Regions from separate parts of the Mus musculus genome. Here all the other regions are linked to region 1. Evidence: chromatin contacts called from public Hi-C data. All regions are on one chromosome and are shown on one strand. The core of a region is the stretch at or near the end of the contact, and the rest is flanking DNA. Distances in the headings are between cores, read along the strand shown.

Evidence for each region. A called contact is a pair of places that touch in the nucleus more often than the background predicts.
Region 2: a contact with region 1 is called in a Hi-C map of cortical neurons, with 4 times the contacts expected there. The contact joins two enhancer-like sites. A contact is called at or near these places in 3 of 39 promoter capture datasets (the HPC-7 cell line, embryonic stem cells and neutrophils), 4 of 484 Hi-C or Micro-C datasets (Th2 cells, cortical neurons, group 2 innate lymphoid cells and 1 more) and 2 of 115 datasets of contacts at active chromatin or transcription factors (embryonic stem cells and regulatory T cells).
Region 3: a Hi-C map of cortical neurons shows a contact between it and region 1, with 1.8 times the contacts expected there. The contact joins two enhancer-like sites. A contact is called at or near these places in 2 of 484 Hi-C or Micro-C datasets (the G1E-ER4 cell line and cortical neurons) and 2 of 115 datasets of contacts at active chromatin or transcription factors (embryonic forebrain and memory CD8 T cells).

What each region holds. Positions count from the first base shown.
Region 1 is chr2:43,721,147-43,724,224 of GRCm38.p6, reverse strand. The region is part of intron 4 of Gm30374 (a long non-coding RNA gene); the gene reads left to right. Among named protein-coding and RNA genes, the nearest start is that of Gm30374, 6.8 kb to the left of the region's middle. Within about 2 kb of position 1,309, at least 26 of the 459 cell types and tissues checked have an H3K27ac peak or open chromatin away from gene starts, as enhancers often do. A contact at or near this core is called in cortical neurons, where this site is marked.
Region 2 is chr2:43,988,561-43,991,317 of GRCm38.p6, reverse strand. All of the region lies in intron 6 of Arhgap15 (Rho GTPase activating protein 15), which reads right to left. Among named protein-coding and RNA genes, the nearest start is that of Arhgap15os, 75 kb to the left of the region's middle. Within about 2 kb of position 1,292, at least 19 of the 459 cell types and tissues checked have an H3K27ac peak or open chromatin away from gene starts, as enhancers often do. A contact at or near this core is called in cortical neurons, where this site is marked.
Region 3 is chr2:44,028,188-44,031,110 of GRCm38.p6, reverse strand. The region is part of intron 6 of Arhgap15 (Rho GTPase activating protein 15); the gene reads right to left. Among named protein-coding and RNA genes, the nearest start is that of Arhgap15os, 36 kb to the left of the region's middle. Within about 2 kb of position 1,625, at least 13 of the 459 cell types and tissues checked have an H3K27ac peak or open chromatin away from gene starts, as enhancers often do. A contact at or near this core is called in cortical neurons, where this site is marked.

The sequences.
Region 1 (3,078 bases), core at 60-2,559:
GTTCAAGGAAAGCATGCGAGGCTGCTCCAGCTATTATCTAATGAAGGTAGGATTCTATGTCTTGTACAAAAGAAAATCCAAAGTACCAGGGGATTTGACATATGTGCAAGGTTGTGTGTGTGTGTGTGTGTGTGTGTGTGTGTGTGTGTGTGTGTGTGTAAAGAGAAATATAAACTTGGGCTATGGCAAACATTGACAGAGTGAACTTTGGGACTCAGAATTGCAAAGATTTAGTTAGCTAGGAACCTGTCATCTTGTCCCTCGTGGTCTCAAAATGGTTGCCATGCTTCCTGCTTTCATGTATGAGCCCCTCACCAAATACCAGGCACATAAGCCAAAAAACTTTTTCAAATGTCCCACAGTGACAATTTTGCTTTTGTCTTTGGAGCCCTAACATGTGACACTTCTAGATGGGCCCATCGAAAAGCTCAAAAGAAAACACAGATCTTGTTATATAAGAAGATGGGATAATGATGAGGTCATTGTCTGGGAGTGCCCAGAATAAAAGATTAGGTAAGATTTAACCTTCCTGATGCATTAATGAGCTTACATTCCTCTTAAATAATGTAATTGTTTTATGCTACAGATCAGAAAATCCACAAATATTACAAAAAAAATCTATTGTCAACCACAGGCAACCAAAACGTGCATAATTAATGAGAACCTAACTCTGCTTGTCTAGTGTATGCAAATCTATTCATATAGACATGTAGGTGTATCGATATGTGTGCACGAAGTCACACACACACAGCTTGTGGAAGTGAAGCCAAGTGCTTCATTGGAAGGGGGTGTGGCTCAAGGCTGTTCCAGTCACTAGATCTTCATTGTTAACAGTAGTGTGTGCCAATCTATGTTGACAAGCCCTTCTAGTGCATAAGTTGCAGGTACCTTCACGGTGCCACCTAATACTTCAGGGACGTAGCCCCAGAGTTACACTTGAGACTACAGAGCTGATATCCAGTGGTGAGAAAGACGAACACGTGAAGTCATACCAGAGTTCTTCAGAACAGGGAGCTGCAGGGAGGTGCCGCCACAGTGCAGGCCTTCTGTCCCCCTAACTCCAAGCTCTGTCTGCTCTCATCTCTTAGACTTAACTGTATGGCTTTATAGATTATCTGCAGTCTCCGAACCCTCCCTCTGTTTCATTGATTTCTTGATTTCTAGAACAAAATCCTTCAAAGATAAGAAAGATCGGATGCAAACGTTAATGCATCTGGGAAATCGAGGAATGATGCCTATCGGGAGACTAAAGAAATGTCCCAGCAGCGAAATATGCAAATCCACCAGAACAGCCATGCTCCAGTCAGTTTTCTTTGTGATTTGGCGCCACCTTGTGGCCATTACAAGAATCAGCGTAAATACTAATGATGGGACCTCTCTGGGGTTTTAACTAACTAGAATGTCCTACGTTGAGGCAGCAGTTCTCAAAAGCCTCAGTCATGTGGCCCCGTAGATTATTGGCTATCCTAGCTCGGCTAGATTGGCCAAATATGGTGATGTTTGCCTGGGAAAAGCACAGGTAGATATTGCCCTTACGCAGCAGCTAAGCCTAATCAACAGTGTAGGTGAGCAGGTAGTACCAGCAGCTGACCATTCTCCAGACTCATGGACGGGACACACACAAGACCATGATCTTTTGAAGTCACTCTTCTTGCATCATACTGTCCCGAAATTAAGGGGAGTTTAAGTTGAGTGATCACAGGTTAAGCAAATGTTACCAGGATAAATTACTACTACTACTGCTACTACTACTACTACTACTATTACTAGCTTTCAAGCTTTAAGACGAATTAGTGACCATGGATGGACATGTGTGTTGTTTGTCTGCCAATGTTTCCGTGTGTAATTCCATTAACTCTTGTGTAAGATCAGTGCCATCTCTCAATGGCTTTGAAGTTGTCCCCAGTTATGGTCAATACTTGCTCCTTAGTGCTGTGACGTTCAGGGATGTGGTTGTGCGGAAGGATTGGGAGCAAGAGGGTTAAGTCACCAACCCTAATCTTATGGGCTATTGGGAGAGGATTGCGACTTAATAGATGGGACTTGATAAAAAACACAAAACAAAACAAAAACAAAAACAAAAAAACAAAACATAACAGTGGTTTGTTTGGGACATGGCCTTTGTGGCTTTTTGCCTCTGTGGGCACTTTCAAGAACTGGATATTTGGACATTTACTCCCCAAGAATCCGTGTGTCTGCTTGAGATTTCATTTAAATCACCCCTCCATCCATCTAGCCACGGGGCCATCCAGAGCAGGCACGCTGCCAGGGGTGTGTTCCCTTCAAGAGAGATATTTTTTCCCCCAGGGTAGGTTTGGTGAAGTATTGGAGATCTTGAACTGTGTCACAGAAAGCAAAATGGAAACCGAACAGCAATAACAGAGCCAGGGTCACCTGCACTCCAAGCTGCGGAAGGAACCGATGTTTCAATGAGGTGACCCAGGTCCTGCGGAGAGGAGTTGCTATGTGAACAAATAGAATTGTGCTGGGGTTCATAGTTTGTTTGGAAACTTTTGATTAATAACACAGTTTGAGTGATTTTACTTTGTCTTTTGTCCAGGGTTCTGAAAATATTGCAGTGGATTTGGAAAATAAGTGTGTGTGGGGGGGGGGGGGGGGGGCATGAAGCATTTATTTTTCCAGGTCTGTGATGGCCTCTTATCCATCCAGGCATCCAGGCACAGAAAGGCCAAAACATTTTGATATATTTTTGCCAAGGTCTTCTTCAGCTGTTTTCTGGCCCCATCAGTTCCTGCCAGTGCTCAACTTAGGACAGAGGGTGTTCCCTTTTACAGAGAGAAGCTTAGCAAAGAGACACTGGCAAATCAAAAGTTGAGTACCAGGAAGTGGAAACAAGAACCCTGGAATCCATTAGCTTGGTGAATGGAGCAAATTCAACCAGAAAATGAAGATGTACCAAACAAATCTCTCCTTAACTTAAGCCAGAAGTCAGAATGGAATTAAACACGAGACTGCATTTGAAAATGATAGACTGAGCACCCATGGATTAGAGAGACAGCCAACCTCCCCCGTCCCCCAAGCTCTGAGAATCTTCCTTCACACTGAGGTATGATGCTT
Region 2 (2,757 bases), core at 43-2,542, 270 kb before region 1:
ATACAGCACAGGTTGCCCCACTGCATACAATGCACAACAGAGAGCACTGTGCCCACTGGGGAACTGTGAATGCCGAGGCAAGATTGGTGACAGCTACAAGTCTACTTAAGTCAATGGATTTCAACTGGAGTATGCCTAAGAATGATTTGCATAGGAAGAATGTTGCCTAAGAGAATGAGGAGTCATGAAAATTCAGTAGAGAAAATGAGGAAATTTTGTAACACACACCGGGAACTGTAACAACTTAAAGCAAAGAAGAAAAAGAAAGAAAGGAAAGGAAAGGAAAGGAAAGGAAAGGAAAGGAAAGGAAAGGAAAGGAAAGGAAAGGAAAGGAAAGGAAAGGAAAGGAAAGGAAAGGAAAGGAAAGGAAACTCCTGTGGTCCAACACAAATCATACAGGAACCGGCTTTGAGTCTTGTATGAGATTATTATATAGGCAGGTTATAAATCAATGTTGCTCTAATGGATTACATTGACGTTTTATACATATTTTGTTTTATATTAGTACCCTATTATACTAGATATATATGCATTTTATCAGTTAGGGTTTTTGTTGTTGTTGTTTTACATTAAACAGATGGCTCTTACTGTCCCTTTTATTATAAATGATTAGAATTTGGCTATCCACTCAATATTTTTATTTTGTCTTTCTCGTTTATAATGTCTGTGTTGATAATGAACCTATCCACACATAGAAAAACATACATATATATGCGTAAGTATTATATATAGAAAATTAATTAATCATTTAATATTTTAAAACGAGAAACATATGTAGGTATAGATACAACGTTACATAGCTATACATTTCCTTGCGGAAGGAAGAGACTCATATTTACAGGCATTTATAGAATATTTCTTTCTACAACATTCAGTTCTGCAAGAAAAATAAAATGTCTTTTCTATAAATGCTTCTTTCTTGCGTTTTCCCCCACTCAATGTATTTCTCTTCAATAACAAAAGTACAGTTCGTTTTTAAATGCATTTTTGCATAATGTCACATTAAATGTGGCTTTTAATTATTGGTTTTGATGATTTTTGAAGATTTTTGTATTTAGATGGCATACACATTTTCAATCATGTCTTAATTACTTTTAAAAATGCTGCACTGGCTTAGGGACAAGACAGATAACTTGTTAAGCATTTGAAATTTCTGAGCTGTTTTCTCAGTTCTGGCAGTCACTACCCAAGTCCAGATTGTAACCTCCTTTCTGCCTCCAAAGCCTGCCTTGGCTCCGTGTCCAGCGAGGGATTATGGATTTAGCAAGGAAGGTAAGTGTGACTACAAGCATTGGCTCACCATCTGCTCCCCAGCAGAGCGTGGGCCAACCTGCATCGCCTGCAGCAAGACCAGGGCAGTGTTCTCCAGCCAGCCCTTTCCAACCTGGCTCAAGGCACACTGCACATTCAGTCAGATGATTAGGTCTAAGTAGTCCATATGTAACAGAATATTTTTCCTAAATACCGAAATGAAAACAAAATGAATGCCATTTTTTTTCATTCTCCTTACTCGATACATCAAGTTTTACACAAATAAATACTCTCTTAAGGTTTATGCAAATGATAGAAAAATAAAACTATGCATTATTTAGCAGTTCTTCCTATTTCAAGATCTAACAGACTTTATTCTCAGCATGTTTTTCCCTAGTTTATGCTGGCCTTCTTTTCTGATTCGACTTTTTAATTCATCTTTTTAAATTATTCCTTTTTAAATCATTATCTTATGTGTCTTCATAGATTTTAATGTATTAATCTATTATTAATTTTTACTATACCCAACTTAATCTTAAGTTGTTTAAAGCTCTTTTAAGAGTAAACACTTGCCTGTGCTTTAAAAATAGCTTGTACTTTAATATTTCGTGTACTTGATCCAGTAGTCTCATTCAAGCCTGTCACATAAATTATAATTTTATTGTGGCATTTTGTGCGTGGGATATTTAAGTATCAAACAAGAAGATTAACCTTTGGGTTCAAGAACCAAGATTATTTTTCTATTCATAAGAAGATTTTTTTTTAGTCACCGATATTAACACATTTATTTCTTTTTGAATTTATTTTGTTTCAGGTCAAGAGCTTAAAAAATGATTTCCATAAATGCAAGAAGAGCATGCAGTCTCTGCCTCCTTTATCCCTGTTGCTGATTTGAGGCCAGAGTGAACCTGAAAATAAGCTAAGGAAACAGCTCACCATCTTTACTTAAACTGTTGTCTGCCTGACTGCAGAATGCACACAGAAAACCATGTGAAACAGTATAACCCATAATACAGTATATTAAATTACAACATTGGTCAGTAATGGAAACTTATTCCCAGATATGAATTATTTACAGCCCATTTAAGTAATCCATATTCAGGTGTGGCAATGAAAAAAGTGCAACATAAATCTTTAATGCTGACCGGTTGAGAGAGCAGAGCTGAGGATTACAGACATTTTAAAGGAAAAAAAAAAGAAAAGAAAGAAAGAAAGAAAAAAGCAAAACCTAGACGAATTCATATAGCCTATTCAGTGGCTTGCTGCACCAGCGTGCTAATAAATTGACGGATGGCATGTCAGGGGTAGGAGGTGAAACCCTAGCATTTCTAATAAGGTGGGATCTAACATCACACTACCAAAATAAGGAGTTCTCAACCTGGCTGATACAGGAGACCGCCTGCACCTCTTTTGTCTAGGCGAGTGTTGAAAATGTCATTTTGTAACATCAAAAATCCATGAAGAATTTAATAAAAACAACTGAGTAACTGCATTAGTAATGTAAAT
Region 3 (2,923 bases), core at 376-2,875, 310 kb before region 1:
ATGGTCATACATTATCTTTTTTTTTCGATTCTTTTAATTAGGTATTTATTTCATTTACATTTCCAATGCTATCCCAAAAGTCCCCCACACGCTCCCCCACCCAGTCCCACTTCTTGGCCCTGGCGTTCCCCTGTACTGAGGCATATAAAGTTTGCACGACCAATGGGCCCCTTTTTCCACTGATGGCCGACTAGGCCATCTTCTGATTCATATGCAGGTAGAGACATGAGCTCGGGGGGTTGGGGAGGTACTGGTTAGTTCATGTTGTTGTTCCACCTATAGGGTTGCAGATCCCTTTAGCTCCTTGGTTACTTTCTCTAGCTCCTCCATAGGGGGCCCTGTGATTTTAAGGAAAAACTTGGGCAAGTGCTTGAAAATCAAAAGTAATGTAGGAAGTGTCCTGAAAGTGAGGCATGCGAACCGGAAGTGATCAGTGGAATACACTCATCAGGGAATATGGAGTCTGTTCAATGGGACATTGAAATTATTTGTCATGGCTAGTTCTCCATCTCAACTAAGGAATTCTAAGAACAAAATAATGAAGATTTGTTGGGGAAAAAAATCATAGTTTAAAGAAAATAAAAACTCGTGAGATCGATCAACATTCCTTGAATAGCTTTGCATCTTATGTAATTTGGGTAGTTTTTTTTTTTAATGGATTTTGAGGCTTCTATCTCTATAAAGTTCGATTTAATATTTGCAATTATGTCAACACAATTGGATAATATTGGAAGACAGGCATTCTTTTACAAAAAAAGAAAGTACCCAAGAAGCCTGGCCTCCAGAAATTCCTCAGCCAGAAGACAGTCAAAACACAGAAGAACAGAATATTTTCATTGAGGTCCCCAAACAGCCTTCAATTAAGAGAAACAATCGGCTGATGTTTCTCTGTGATGCCAGGAATCTCTGTGCAGTGTTTTTGGGGTTTTTCCTTCTGTCATTCCAACAGAGGCTCTGATTCTATGATTCCGTAATTGTTTAGTAGCTGCCGGGGGTATGCCGTGAATAGTTGTCCCGTTGTGTCTGCATCATTGGGACATGCACACAGACCGAAAAGGAATGGATACTTTTACGTTCAAAATATTCTCATCTTCCAAACTAAAATTAGCCTTGACTCGTTATCCTGGGGAATCACACATTTTTAAAACATCAGAGTTTTTAACGTTCCCAAGAGCGGTAATTCTTTTGTTTTCCCTGTCACTAAGAATCCTTTTCCTTTTGTGAACTCTAAAGAAGCTAAAATACCAGTACCTAGCTGTTTTCTGTTTCCAGCTCTAACTAGATCTGAAATAAAACAACAGAATTTCTGTATATCTGTTTCATCCTACATGGCCTGAGGAATTGCTCAGTCCTTTTGTTGGGTCCTATTACACATATCCTGCATTTCTCATATCATTGTAATAATATTATATGGCAGGCAAAAATATAAAGATAAATGATAATTTGCCAAAAAGATGAAGAAAAAAAAAAAAAAACCCTGAGGTGTTACCTATCAAAAGTTCCCCTTCTGTCTCTGATGCTGCACAGATTGCGATCGTGACAGTAAATCTGGTGCTATTGTTAATGCCATGGCACTTGGGTTTTTGGCTTGCTTTAGTCCAATCTGTGACATGCTTGTGAATATCTTTCTTCTGTTCTGTCTGTATGGCATATGGATTTCTGGGATACAACGTCAGACCTATCCACATAACAAGTGTTCCGAGCACCTTATCATTTTAAAAAGCCAATTACTCAAAAAGACAAATGTGAAATGTTTCACATTTAATGATGAGCAAATCTGCAAAACAAATGCAATTTTGCTCGTTCTAAAAAGTTTAGTTTAACTGTAAATATTGCAATGGAGTCTTGTATGACACACACCACCGATAGCGAAGAGCTCATTTCATACATATTGTATATCATCACTGTCAATTACATCTGCACAGGATTGAAAACGAGGGTGGTGTGAGTAATTAGAAATAAAGAAAATAGAATATTCTAAACTACAAGGCTCTGAAATCACTGCAAAAATGTCACTGCTAACATTGAACACTCTAAAAAAATATTTTGAAAGTCTCACCCAAAAAACTGAAAACTGCATATGTCTGCAGAGGTAAAGGTCACTCATGAAACACTCAACAACAAAAAAATACCAATTCACTTTTTAGAAATATTTGTCAATATGTAAAGAATGTTTTGTACATAAGTTCTCAGTTACTCTTGAATCGGTGGCTGTATGTAATATTCCCACATGGAATGACGTCCTATCAGATACTTTAAAACAAAGATTTAGGGAGGGATTTTATGGGGACAGCTTGAGTGTTTAAATCTTCTGCATGGGAAGCAAAACAAACAAAATACAATAACAATGGTTTTGCAACTGATTTTCCATTTAAGCTTTTATATTTTATTATGATAGAGACAATAGCTGATCCGTAACTAAGCATTTCATCCGTAGCTATCTTATCCTACCTAAGCAAAACAAAGATGAGAATAATCATACAAATCAGAAATAATTCTACCCTTCCATGTCCTGTGTAGGCTGTGTAAATACAGATCACATTTACGTAACTGAGCTCCTTTTTTGTGTTTGTCCACATTCTTCCTGCTTTCTAAAACTGGGAATGCTGGTAACATCATATTATATGACATGAGAAGTGGAATGCACCCAGCACTAATAATTTTAGAAGAAACTCATCTTGATATTTATCATCTAGGAAGTGGGATGGAATTCCCAGGCTTGGATTGTTGGGATATGATGAAGTTCACTCTGTTCTTGGACCCCCTTTCTACATTGAGATGTAGTAAAAATAAATAAATATTAAATAAATAAATAAATAAATATAATAATTAAATAAATGGAAGTCATAAGGTAGCTAGTTAGCTGTCACAAAACACACACACAGAAAAGTCCACTATAATGCTTCTCTATTAGAAGCTGAGG